Linked DNA regions of Mus musculus: region 2 is linked to region 1. The links are chromatin contacts, called in public promoter capture Hi-C maps. All regions are on one chromosome and are shown on one strand. The core of a region is the stretch at or near the end of the contact, and the rest is flanking DNA. Distances in the headings are between cores, read along the strand shown.

The links. Capture Hi-C pulls out chosen DNA fragments and counts their contacts.
Region 2: a promoter capture Hi-C map of adipose tissue shows a contact between it and region 1. The contact joins the promoter of Slc22a16 here to the promoter of Amd1 in region 1. A contact is called at or near these places in 5 of 39 promoter capture datasets (the 3T3-L1 cell line, 3T3-L1-derived adipocytes, HPC-7-derived erythroid cells and 1 more), 1 of 15 datasets of contacts at CTCF or cohesin (the NIH/3T3 cell line), 3 of 115 datasets of contacts at active chromatin or transcription factors (bone marrow-derived macrophages, embryonic stem cells and large pre-B cells) and 2 of 9 other capture datasets (adipose tissue and liver).

Annotation. Positions count from the first base shown.
Region 1 is chr10:40,300,828-40,303,527 of GRCm38.p6, reverse strand. It overlaps Amd1 (S-adenosylmethionine decarboxylase 1), which reads left to right and starts at 1,340. Exons shown (of 8, transcript NM_009665.5): 1 at 1,340-1,779. The coding sequence starts at 1,670.
Region 2 is chr10:40,569,024-40,571,723 of GRCm38.p6, reverse strand. Slc22a16 (solute carrier family 22 (organic cation transporter), member 16) reads right to left here and starts at 1,362. Exons shown (of 8, transcript NM_027572.1): 1 at 1,203-1,362. The coding sequence starts at 1,255.

The DNA of each region.
Region 1 (2,700 bases), core at 91-2,590:
GATAATAGGAGACGGTCCCTTTGTCTTGTGACTATAATCATTTTTAATTTTATGAGCTTGGTGACTTTCCCCCAGTGTTTCCAAGTAACTAATAACTTTGTTAACATCTTTTGCTTCTTAAGATTAAAAAAAAAAAAAGAAAGAAAGAAAGTGGCCTTGTCCCAGCTCCCTCCCCCAGGCTGGTGTGAGTGTGCAAGTATGTGTGCAGAGCTTGTGTTTCATACTGCAAATATAAATAAAGGAAGATAGCAGAAGAAAAAAAAAACAAAACAAAATCCTACTTGGATTTGACCCCTAATTTATACTTTAGATTATCATTAGTGAAAACTCTTTGCTACCCATTTACATTATTATTATATACTCGCGAAGATCCTTTTTAGGCATTTAGGCAATTTTAGGCAAATTTGTAAATTTGCGTGGTACTGGTGGTTGTGAGGAATACTTTCAATTAGTTCACCCCTTTAAGAATAGCCTAAGAAAAATATCAAATAACCTCGTATTATACTTAATAAAGCTAGTTCCTAGGAAGTTTTGCAAACTAAATATCCACCAGTTGACCTAATGGAGTACGGGTTGATAGGTGTCTGCTGGAAGGCGGCCAACTCCTAAGCTAGGCTAGGCACACGGTGGGGGGTAGATAGCGCCGGAGCCCTCCAAGGCTGGGCGCCACGTTGCTTTTCTCTTTTCTCTTTTGAAATAGGAAGACGACGCTTCTGGCTATTGTGTAAACCCGTGGAGAACTGCCTTCATTCCCACATCAGATAAAGCACAAGCAGAATTAAAGCGCATTCCAATCCGACCCCGGGCCACACGTACGTCACTGACAATTTTATTGCCTAGGCTGCGTTCGTCTCGTGGAAACACGTGAAAAAATGGTTTAAAAAAATTTTTTTTAAAAAGCCAAAAACCACCTCGGCTTGAAACGAGAAACCGCACAGGATCAAAGCACTACGCCAACCCAGCAGTGGCCACCGCCCCCGCCGAGCCCCGCGACACCCCTCCAGACTCCCTCCTGTTTTCTGCTAACCAGCTGTGTGCAGCGTGGGACAGCCTCGCCTGTCTCCCGCTCTCCCCACCAGCTCCACAAGTAATCCCAGATTCCCAAGTCCCCAGCCGGACAACAGAGCGGTCTCCCGCTCAAGGGACAGCGGCAGCTCCATCTGCAACCAAGCTGGTAGTCCCCTGCACTCCCCGTGGGCCCACCGCCAGCCAGCCGGCGTTCGGCGACGTTTGACTGACACGAAGCGGTCCCTATGAGGCCCTGAGGGCGGGGCGATGGCGTCACTTCCTGGCCTGTCGGGGAGGATGCTTATATAAGGTCTGCGCTCACGCAGAACCCTCGCTTACACAGTATGGCCGGCGACATTAGCTAGCGCTCGCTCAACTCTCCTAACGGGAAAGCAGCGGACTACAAGAGACTGAACTGTATCTGCCTCTATTTCCAACAGACTCACGTTCAACTTTCGCTCACGAAAATAGCCGGGAAAATTTTATTAGTCCTTTTTTTAAAAAAAAGTTAATATAAAATTATAGCAAAAAAAAAAAAAAAAGGAACCTGAACTTTAGTAACACAGCTGGAACAATCCGCAGCGGCGGCAGGAGCGGCGGGAGAAGAGATTTAATTTAGTTGATTTTCTGTGGTTGTTGGTTGTTCGCTAGTCTCACGGTGATGGAAGCTGCACATTTTTTCGAAGGGACGGAGAAACTGCTGGAGGTCTGGTTTTCCAGACAGCAGTCCGACGCAAGCCAGGGATCTGGGGATCTTCGTACCATCCCAAGGTGGGTGCCTGGGCCTGAGGGCGGCTCGCCGCCGACTGCGAGGCACGAGTCGCGGCCTCAGGTGGGGCCAGGTCGGCGGGCGGGAACTGGCTTCTCCCGCCGCCGTTGCGGGGCCGCCTGCGCCGCCTGGGGGAGGGGAGGAGGCCGGCGCGGCCGCGTGCTCAGGTAACGTCCCCGGCGGACGGCGGGGCTGGGCTGACGGGCTCCGGCGGGGGGCACGCGGCCCTCCGGCAGGTGTGGCTGGGTGAGGGGCGGGCGGAGCACGAGCTGGGTGGGCCTGGGCCGCGGGGCGACCAGCAGGCCTCCCGCCGCGGGGTAGGCGGCCGCGCGTGGCGCTCGCTCGGGCGGCGGGATTGGGCGGGAGCGGCCGTGTCGCAGTGCCGGGCCCCGCCGACGCCCGGACGTGCCCTGCAGCAGAGCGGGGCGCCTCGGGACCCTCCGCGGGCTTTGCCCGGGAGGCTCCTGACCTTGGGCTGTGTAACCTGTTACGGAGGCGAAGTCCGGGAGAGCGCAGCGGGGTGCTGGAGGGTTTGCCTGCTTCCCGGGGTACAAGCCTGTCAGCCCGAAGATCTATTTTACTTAATGCCTTAAGCTGGAGCAAAGGAGACCTGCGGGCCCCCTGCTCACACCCGACACGGGAGGTGGTGCGGAGAGTTGCTAGTGACCTCGCTGGGAGAGTCGAGCATTGAAGCGCGGATGACACTGAGGATGCATGGACCCGGCGGCGGTGACACCAGCCTCCCGCTTTGGTGGCCGGTACCCGGGCTCCGCCGTGCTCCGAAGCGCACTAATGGGACTAGAGTGGCGGAGGAACCGGCGTGGTCCGGTTCATTGAGAGGCGGACCAATGAGCTCCTGGGCCCCTCCGGAGCCTGGCCCCAGGGTGTGGACCAATGGGCGTTTTAGGAATGTTGGCTGCGCG
Region 2 (2,700 bases), core at 113-2,612, 270 kb before region 1:
CCTGGCTACTGAGTGGTTTTTAACCTCAAACTGTAACTAAACACTAACTTCTATGATTGCTTTAATTAGCTCCCTGAACACAAGGAGAAAATGAGACATTATTACCATCTGCCATGTAGGTGAGTGTCTGTAGAAACCTCGGGTAACCTTTTCTTTTTATTGTTTCTTTTCTTTTTATTTTTAACCTTTTTAAAGATTTTTTAGCCTTTATTTTTTATGTGAACGGGTATCCATGTGAGTCTGTACCCATGCATGTTGGATTCCCTGGGATCTGAGTTACAGACGGTTGTGAGCTGCCGTGGTGAGCTGCCGTGTGGGTGCTTGGAATTGAGCCTAGGTCTTCTGGAAGAGCAACCAGTGCTCTTAACCCCTGAGCCATCTCTCCAGCTCCCAACCCCGCCCCCCACTTTTAAGTGGTATCTTCCTATGTAGCTTAGGCTGGCCAGGAGCTTTCTGTCACCTTCCCAGAACTAGGGCTACATATGCGGACCACTTCTAACTGCAACATGTATTTCTACAGTTATTTGTAAGCATCTAAGGTACATTGTTCACCCAGTTTTTCAGATGGTGTGGTGGTAAATGAAACATTCAGGCCCATTATAGTTCCTATGTGAGAGCTGATCCTTCACCCCCACGTTAGTCTGCTATGGGTCTTCTATGAGCACACTGCCTCCATTTCCCAGTCATTCAGACATGGACTCCAACTTGCCTTTTGCAGTGACCATGAAATTAAGGGATGCATGCATACGTTGGGTATCTATATGAAAGCAAAGGCTAACCATCAGCCAGGAAAACCTGCCAGGCCCAAAGGGAAAGCACTCTAGGGTACATATAGGTATTCATCCTGGACAGTGGAAAAGAACACGGTTGGGCTGGGGGGTTTTCTACACCTGGGACCGTGCCTTCCAATAGTGTTTTTTTCCCCCAGTTGGTGGTCCAGAGAGCACACCAAGTCCCAACTGACCCGAAGGGGTGCGAATACTGCCTGCACCTGCCAAGTCCAAGCAGAGTCCGGCGCCTCCTGTGGCCAATGGACAAAAGGACAAGCCAGGTCATGGGTTGTTGGCCAGACTTGTGCATGCATTGGGCAAATAGGGGGTTGAGAAGCTGTGGAACCTATCCCAACCGACAGAAACAGACACCTCAGCGCCCCGATCACGTGCCACCCGACTCTGGCTCCATGTCCTGTTCTGTCTCCCTACCTGCCGAAGTGTCCTATGTGGTCAAAAATCAGCTCCACGTTGCAGGACTCCATGTCCGGGTGGCAGTGCTGAGCGCCCTGGACTTGGAGCACCGCACCCGACCCGCCTCACCTGCCCGTGGCCTTGGGTGCCCCTGCTGGGGAGGCCGCCCTCCTTCCTTCCCAGCAGTCCAAGCGTCTCAGGGATGCCACGTGAGGCACATCCTGCTGCTCCATTGCACGTGCGTCAACTCCTGCTGGATGCTTTCCCACCCTCTCCATCCTGCTCCCATGACCCCACAACTCAGGGAGGCGTCAACACTTCTAGGAAGTTTAGGAAATGCAGAGCCCCTGGCTTGGTCTGGGGACTTCAAAAGCACCCCATCTTCAGCAGGACACGCCTTTGCTCCCTAAACTTTCATGCTTAGGAATCCACTGTGTGGTGGGTTTTAAGTACACATTTATTATTCCACTCCCAGAGATTCAGCGGACCTGAAGTGAAATCAGGAATGATTTTGTTATTGTTTCATGGAGTGGGGATGGGCGGGGGGGGGGGGGGGGGTTGTAGGTCTATTTATGTATCTATGTTGTTTTGTTTTGTTTTGTTTTGTTTTGTTTTGTTTTGTTTTGTTTTGTTTTGTGATAGTGTCTAGCTATGTAGCCGAGGTAGCCTGGTCCAACCCAAGAGCTTCCTGCCTCTGCCTGCTGCGCCCACCTCTCATCCTCCAACTCTGGCCTCCACAGGCACCGCACTTAGGAGCACGAATTCAGGCATAACACATACACGATTTCAAAAGAAAAGGAACTTTGTCACAGTATATTTCTCTGCCCACCCCCATGCTTTTCTTCTTCTTCAAACAGCACTTCTTTTAAAAATATACCTTTTTTATTAATTGAGAATTTTATATATGCATAAAATGTATTTTGATTATATTCATCCCCTTCTCCTCCCCCTAATTCCTCCAGGTCCACCTCCCCATCCACCTCTAATTTGTCCAATTAGTGCCCCCCCACACACACACACACAAAGAAAGAAACAAACAAACAAAAAACCACTAGTCAAATTTGCACTGCCCATAGGTAGTAATCAGCCTTCCCAGAGGTCAACAACTCTCCCTCACTCCTCAGTCAGGGCTCTAAACTGAAGAGCTCCGCCCACCGCATGCTGAAGTGTTTTCTAGCTTGATCTTAAGCAGGTCTTGTACAGGAATCACAGCCGCGGTTGAGTTGCAGAGTATGATGGTCTTGCCACACCCAGAAGATGCTGCTTTTGATACCGTCTTCCCTGACCTCTGCCTCTTAGAATATCTCCCCCTCTCCTCCCCTCTCCTCCCCTCTCCTCTCATCTCTCCCTCTCCTTCCTCTCTCCCTTCCTCTCTCCCTCTCCCACTCCCCTCCCCCCATCCTCCCTCTCTCCCCCTCTGACTCTTCTGTATACTTCTCCATCACTATCTCCACCCTTTTTTTTTAATCATTCCATTCATTTACATGTCAAATGATATCCCACTTCCTGGTTACCA